Linked DNA regions of Canis lupus: region 1 is linked to region 2. Evidence: chromatin contacts called from public Hi-C data. All regions are on one chromosome and are shown on one strand. Each heading gives the region's core, a stretch centred on a gene start, on an enhancer-like site or on the middle of the called end of the contact. The rest is flanking DNA. Distances are from core to core; before and after follow the strand shown. Region 1 holds the start of TOMM40 (mitochondrial import receptor subunit TOM40 homolog). Region 2 holds the start of BLOC1S3 (biogenesis of lysosome-related organelles complex 1 subunit 3).

The links. Hi-C and Micro-C count contacts between places; a contact is called where the count stands out from the background.
Region 1: a Hi-C map of blood shows a contact between it and region 2, with 3 times the contacts expected there. The contact joins the promoter of TOMM40 here to the promoter of BLOC1S3 in region 2. A contact is called at or near these places in 3 of 9 Hi-C or Micro-C datasets (amygdala and blood).

Annotation. Positions count from the first base shown.
Region 1 is chr1:111,247,654-111,251,520 of UU_Cfam_GSD_1.0, reverse strand. TOMM40 (mitochondrial import receptor subunit TOM40 homolog) reads left to right here and starts at 1,792. Exons shown (of 10, transcript XM_038528617.1): 1 at 1,792-1,867; 2 at 1,964-2,243; 3 at 2,985-3,052; 4 at 3,528-3,620. The coding sequence starts at 1,970.
Region 2 is chr1:111,036,217-111,039,730 of UU_Cfam_GSD_1.0, reverse strand. BLOC1S3 (biogenesis of lysosome-related organelles complex 1 subunit 3) reads left to right here and starts at 1,737. Exons shown (of 3, transcript XM_038528601.1): 1 at 1,737-2,092; 2 at 2,552-2,959; 3 at 2,961-3,514. The coding sequence starts at 2,561. The coding sequence ends at 3,161. TRAPPC6A (trafficking protein particle complex subunit 6A) reads right to left here and starts at 1,518. Exons shown (of 5, transcript XM_038528600.1): 1 at 1,420-1,518. The coding sequence starts at 1,503.

The DNA.
Region 1 (3,867 bases), core at 543-3,042, 210 kb before region 2:
CCTGTCTGTTCCCCAAAGGCAAGAGGGAAGGGATACCCCAGCCTGAGGCAGAGCTTCCCCATCTTCTCCCTCCTGCAGGCAGGAGTCTCAGGGTCCAGACCCTTCCCTGAGCCCCCACTACCCCAATTCCTGTCTACAGGGAATTAAGCCCTAGCCCAGGATGAGAAGGGGTAAGCCTCATGCAGTATGCCTTGCCGGCCCCAGCCCTGGAGGAAGAATTTGCTGTTACTTTGAAGACTACTGAGTCCTTTTACTCCTGCCCTGTGGGATGCAACCCAAACATCTCGCGGGGGGGGGGGGGGGGGGTTGGAGGCTGGGGACACAATACTCTTTTGTAATATAGCATTTCCTACAAAAAACTGAGTTTATACTTTGACCGGATGTCAACTTGTGTGTTCTGTGGGATGTGAAGGGGGTGGGGGTGGGGACACGATGGGAGACCAATCGGGCGTCTGGAGCTGTAGGAAATCGGCAGGCTAGAAGCCAAGGTGGGTTACAGGCAAAAAGCAAAAGGGCCAAAGATATTTTTTTTAAATTAAGTGAGGGGATAATGAATTAAAAATTCATAAACCAAAAACAATGATGGATAATGGAAGGAAAGGGGGAGGAGTCCAGGGCACGGTGGTTAATGACAAGGAACGACAGTCGAATGGGCAATGGACGGAAATAAACGGAACAGAGACCGAAATGGCAGTAATTCAGGCTGCAGGACTCCGGTTTAAAGGATAAATGGCAAGTAAGGTGAGACCAAAAGCAAAATTGCGAATAATAGGAGCTCGGGGCATTGTGGGTAATGGAACTGAATGAATGAGCCAAAGGCAGAGGGATAATAGAGGAATAGGGCCGGCAGGCATGATGGGTAGTGGACCCAAGAACGCGACGGCTAATTAAAGAAGCGCTAGAAGGATGATGGAAGCAAACAGGCAGAAACCGGCTAAAGGTAGTGCAGGAAATGAAGCCGAAATGAATGGGGCAGAGGCATGCTGGGTAATGGGACGGCAATGAATGGGCCAAAGATAGAAGCCGCAGTGACGCAAGGGGGGGCGGGGAACAGAAGGCATGATGGGTAACAAAAGGGGTGGGTCTACGGCAACTGTCGCGTTAAACACCTAAGGGGCATTGTGGGTAAGAAGCAGCCTGACTGGGTTCACATAACCGGTTAGGATTCTCCCGAGGCACTGTGGGAAGGGCCAGCACTTCCGGTTTTCGGTCGCCGGCTCTGGACTCCGGCGCTGCCCCGCTGCCGCGGTGCCTGGTGGGACTAGAGGCCTGACCTTGCTGCCTAGCAGCCTCTGCCGCGCAACGCACCTTTACCCGTGTCCCTCGACCCTGGCACGTTAGCCAATGAACGTACCAGACCGATTACGTCACCAGGATCGGCCTCCTGTACCCACGAGAGCCAATCAGGATGCTTCGAGGGCCAAAGCCGGCCAGTTACAGTGGCAATTTCGCCGCGGGGCGGAGTCGAAAGAAGGGCGCCCTCTGGAAAGGGGCGGAGGCGGCGAGTCAGTGGGCGTTTCAAAGTACGCAGCGCAGACCAATGGCAGCCGAACACCGGAACCCGCGGCGTTGCGAGCCAATAGATGCGGTCTCCGCGGGCCAATGGGAGAGGCGGGGGTGTGTGCCTTGACCTGCCTGTGAGTGGGAGCCAATAGAAAAGGACGTCCCAAAGAGGTGGGTGGGACTCCCAGCCCTGACTCCAATTGCACGGCCAGGCCTTGAAGCTGGTGGGCGGATCCCAGGGCATGCTGAACCAATGGGCTAGGTGGGGCGGGGCGACGGTGCTGGCGGCGGCGGCAGCGGGTTCGGTTGCGCGTGGCGCACGGGGTGGGAGCGGAGCCCAGGCCGGGTGCAGGCGCCGCCGCCAGTGAGAACCGGGGCCCGGAGCAGAGCGGGGTTTGGCTGGGACTGGACCCCGAGCGCACGGGCCCTGACCTTCGCCCTCTGACCTTTCCCCTTGCAGGCGACCATGGGGAACGTCTTGGCCGCTAGCTCGCCGCCCGCAGGGCCGCCGCCGCCGCCTGCGCCCGCCCTCGTGGGACTGCCGCCGCCTCCGCCCTCTCCTCCCGGCTTCACGCTGCCGCCGCTCGGGGGCGGTCTGGGCGCTGGGGCCGGTGCGGGTCGAGGTTCGGAACGGACCCCCGGTGCTGCCGCCGGCAGCGCCGCAGGGACCGCGGACGATGGGGCCTGCGGCTGCCTGCCCAACCCGGGCACGTTCGAGGAGTGCCACCGGAAGTGCAAGGGTGAGGGGCGACGGACCCGGCGGGGGTGTGAGGGCCCGGATCTCGGGGGGAGGGGGGGCGCTCCGAGGACCTTGGGAATTGGCACCGACCATTGGAAACATTTAACAGAGCGTTAGGAGTTGACGTTAGGATCGAATGGTGGAACATTGGACTTGGGGCATAGAACGATGGGATCGAATGGTGGAACCTCGGGACGAAATGCCAGAGCGGTGGAGAAAAGGCTTAGGGAGCTCAAGGAGCCCCGGGGTTCCGTCAGGCCAGCCTTCTTACGTGATCGGGAAGGAAACTGAGGCCCAAGGTCACAGTGTCAACAAGGGTCCAGTGGGGGTGGAACCCAAGTCTTCTGGAACTGGGCTTGGACGAGTTAGGATAGCAAAAGTGGCGCTGACTGACTGGCATTCAGTGTACGTTAGTTAATTCATTAAATCCCTGCAATGTCTCCACGTGGTGAGCTTACAGATGACATCTTACAGGTGACAAGCTTGACAGAGACTTAAAGTGACTTGCCTTGGGTCACATGGGTAGTAAACAGTGGCACTGGGATTTGGGTGCAGGCAAAGAAAGGCCTGGTCCTGGCCCCTGATTTGGTTAGACTGGCTCTTTATTGGTTGGGGTACTTTTGTGATGCTGTGCTTGTGGGTGGGAGAGCTGGGATGGTAGGGAAGGAAGGGATGAGAGTCGGTGTGTTTGCGTAGGGGTGTGTGTATGTGTGTGGAGGGTGACAGCGAGTCTCTTCTTCAGAGCTATTTCCCATTCAGATGGAAGGTGTCAAGCTCACAGTCAACAAAGGGTTGAGTAACCATTTCCAGGTGAGCCTTCCTGGTGCCCTTACTCCCCTGAGGTCATCCCAACCATCCCCCTGCACCTACACATGCAACCCCCTCGCTCCCCCCTAAAGGGCTAGGCTCCTTGGCACCTGAAAAGACTCAGAGACACAGTGCCAGGCTGACTGCTCATTGGGTCCCAGTGGAAGTGTTTAGGGACCCAGAACCCGGGGACGCCCCACCACCCTTAACATCCAGGCAGGAGTGAAGGACCGGGTACGTAGTCGCATCTCCAGCTTGTCTTTTCTCTGGGCGTCTAAGTAGTCAGGCCGAACCTCCCAGTCCCCATCCCCTGCCCTAACCCAGAGCCGCTCGTCTTTTCCTCCATGGTGGGGAAGCCAGACTGGCAAGTATCCCATCCCAGGCTGGAAGGGAGCTTTGCTGGGGGTAGGTTCGGCTGGGTTTATTGGGGAGGGGGTGGCCTACGGGCTTATCCCTGCGGCCTTCCATGTTCTCCCAGGTGAACCACACAGTAGCCCTCAGCACAGTTGGGGAGTCCAACTACCACTTCGGGGTCACGTATGTGGGAACAAAGCAGCTGAGTCCTACAGAGGTGAGGTTCCTTTTGTCTTTTCATTGTATCTTTTTTCTAACCAGCATGTAGCCAAGTATCCTGCAAAGAAGGCTCTGTCAGTAGGAGGCCTGAGCTGCCCAGGGAGCTCAGAGGGTCTTGGCAGGTGGGGGGACTGCCTCTCCAAGGTGCTTTGGAATATGGTCCCTCCTTCATCCCATTTGGCCCTGCCCTCGGCCAGCCCTGTGCTGGCTTGGGGTCACCAGATTGTGAGGACCCAGAGTAGGCA
Region 2 (3,514 bases), core at 488-2,987:
CCTGACGTGGGACTCGATCCTGGGTCTCCAGGATCACACCCTGGGCTGAAGGCAGCGCTAAACCGCTGGGCCATCAGGGCTGCCCAGGACCAGGAGTTTTATACAGTTCACTGAGGAACTCCCAGAGCCTGCCACCGAGCCTGACACTTGGTGGCTTTGAGATGAAGTTTGTGGAATGAATGAACTTGAAAGAAACTATGTTGAGATGAGAAGCAACATCCTCCTCCCCAGCTCCTAAACCAGAAAACTTAAGCCAGTAAAAAATCTTGCATATTGATGAGGATGATGATTGAAGTAATTAATAATAATGAAAAAAACTTGATCATGGCGCTCAGTCATCAAACACCTACCCTTTCTTCTTGGTAACAGATTTTACAAGAGCTTCCATGTTCTGGAGGTGGATTAGGTGCTTGACATCACACCAAGTGCTTTAAAGTTCGAGCTCATTTGTTCTTCCTAAGAACCAACTTCCAAAATGCCAAGCATGCTCCTACCTCAGGGCTTTGCACCTGCTGTGCCTTCTTCTGGGATGCCCCCCTCACTCCTCTTGCCTTCACCGCACGGCTAAATTCCTACAGTCTGTTCCTCAGAAGGGCTTTCCTCTACCGTCAACCACTCCATCCCTATTCTTTTCATGATTCTATGGAAGTTTTCTTTTCATTTTCTTAAGATTTTACTTATTTGAGAGAGAAAGAGAGAGAGCATGAGCAGGGGAAAGGGCACAGAGGCAGAGGGAGAAGCAGGCTCCCCACTAGCATAAAGCCCTACCTGGGGCTCCATCCCAGGACCCTGAGATCATGATCTGAGCCAAAGGCAGATGCTTAACCGATTGAGCTACCCAGGCACCCCTCTATGGAAGTTTTCTTGATCGGACTTCTCACTAGCTAGTGGCATATTCTTGTTTGTTTGACTCCCCTACTAAGTTTCCCAAGGACAGGGAAACAGTACCTGACTACAATAGGTGCCTAATAAGTGTCTATTGCATGAGTAAATGCCCCTCTCTGAGACTGAGGCGCTGTTATAATACCCACTTTACTAAGGAGGAAACTGAGGCACACAGGGGATTGAGTCACTGGCTCTCACACCTACATAGTGGAGCAGGCGTGGATCCAACCCGGGCAGTTAAGTCCTTGGTACACATCCAATGACAGTAATTACCATAATTACTACCTGCTGACTCCGTGCTAGGCCTTGAGCTAAGCTTTAGCCGGAGCTGCCTCGCTCACCTGTAGCAGGGACCCGCGAGGCCGGCCCTGCTGCGATGCCCACTTTGCAGAGCACGGAGCCAGCGCCCCGCGAGGGCAGGGGCGGGGTCGCGGCTCGACCCGAGCCGTCGACCCGCCCTCGGCGCTCCCCAGGGCCACGCCCCGGCGTTCCCGCCGCGGCCCGCGCCTCCTCCCCCCGGGTCCCGGCGCTCACCCCAGGCCCAGGGTCGGAGTGGTGCGCCCACAGCTCCGCCACCATCTCGGTGTGCAGAAACTCGAACAGCGCCGCGTCCGCCATGCGCCGGCCTCGCGCCCAACGACCGGCTAGCGCTCCGTGCTCCCGTTGGCCCGGCTGGGCAGGCCCCGCCTCCCGCACTTGGCGCGGGCCCGCCCCCATTGGTGTTTCACACTAAGCCCCGCCTCCCGGGCTCGCATGGTGCGCGCGTGAACCCGGGAGACCCAGGGGGAGGGCCTGTTTTCATTGGCCACACGTGACAGCGTCTCCGCCCTTCCCCTTCGCCTCCTCGCTGTTTCCGGGTTGTCGAGCCTTCCCATTGGCCGGATCACTGGTCACGGGAGACAAACCCCGTTTTTTAAAAATTTCTATTCGTCCACTCTCCACGCAGCGCAATCCGGAAGCGCCAGCCCAGCCGCTTTCCTATTGGCCAGGCCTCCGCTCACGTGACTGCTCACGCCCCCGCCCTCCTCGCCCCTACACACAGCTGGTTTTGAGGACTAGCTTTCCCGGTAGGTAGCCGAGCGGCCCACGTGTGTGGCCGCCATGCCCGCCCAACGTGCGCCCCGATTGGTTGGGGCTGTCACCCTCCTCCCTCGGAAAAGACGGCGCGCTCCGGCTGCGTAGCGGATCCTGCAGGCTCCGGGCTTCGGTAAGCCAGGTACGGTCTCCGGCGACAGCGCTCCCCCGCGCCCGCGCTACTGCACCCTCCCCGGAGTCCAGCTGGGCTGTCACCCTCTCTGTGACCCTGGCACTGGCCCCTGGGCAGCTCAGGAGCCCGTGTACTTCCGGATCTGACAGAGGCTTGGAGGACGGAGGGGAGGGTGTGGCCTCTGCTAGGAGGCAAAATCGGAAGAGCTGGGTTTGGGATTCGGGGAGCGCGGGCCACGGGGCCTTCATCCACCCGGTCCTCAGTTTCCCCAAAGAGGGTGGGGTCCAGTGGCTTCCATTATCTCTGGCAGCAGGGCCGACGAGCCCGTTTACAGAAGAGGAAACTGAGGCCCAGGCGCGGGTAGCAGATGGCCGCAAATCGCTAAGCTAGTCAGTGCAGGGCTTGGGGATCCAGCACCCGCGCCTCTTAACCACCGCCGGGCGCCTCTCTTCTCCCCAGTTCCGCGGCATGGCGTCCCAGGGTCGTCGGCGGAGGCCGCCGCGGAGGCCCGAGACCGTGGTGCCGGGGGAGGCGGCCGAGACGGACTCGGAGCTCTCTGCGTCCTCGTCGGAGGAGGAGCTGTACCTGGGCCCCTCGGGCCCGACGCGCGGCCGCCCCACGGGGCTGCGGGTGGCCGGGGAGGCCGCGGAAACCGACTCGGACTCGGAGCCAGAGGCGACCGCCGCGCCGGGGGACCTGCCTCCGCTGGTGGTGCAGCGGGAAACGGCCGGGGAGGCCTGGGGCTCGGAGGAGGCCCCGGCGCCGGCCCCCGCGCGCTCGCTGCTGCAGCTCCGGCTGGCCGAGAGCCAGGCGCGGCTGGACCACGACGTGGCGGCCGCGGTGAGCGGCGTGTACCGCCGCGCGGGTCCGCGATGTGGCCGCCCTGGCCGGGAGGCTTGCGGCCGCTCAGGCGGCGGGGTTGGCGGCGGCCCACAGCGTGCGCCTGGCGCGGGGGGACCTCTGCGCGCTGGCGGAGCGCCTGGACATCGTGGCCGGCTGCCGCCTGCTGCCCGACATCCGCGGCGTGCCGGGGACCGAACCCGAGCAAGACCCGGGACCGCGGGCCTAGCCGGCTCCCCCTCCCCGGCCGGCCTCTGCGACCCGGCCCTGTCCCGCTCCCCGCGCGTCTTGCTGTCACCCTCTGGACGAGCGTCACCTGCAGGGAAACGCAGTGTAGGGGGGCGTGGTGACGTCGCAAGCCCCGCCCTGTCTCCAGCATCTGGCTCCTCCCCCTGGCCCTGCCCTCCGCTCCCGGGTTTGGCTCCCGGCCCTGGTAGCCAGTAGCTCCCTCATCTTTCTCCATGCCGGGCTGTCGCGTTGCTTCACGTTTCCTTGCGCTCTGCCTTTCTTGAGTTGGGTTTCTGCTCACAAGGGCTGGTTTGCTTCTTCCCATAGGCGCCTCGGAATCTGGCCCAGATTCCA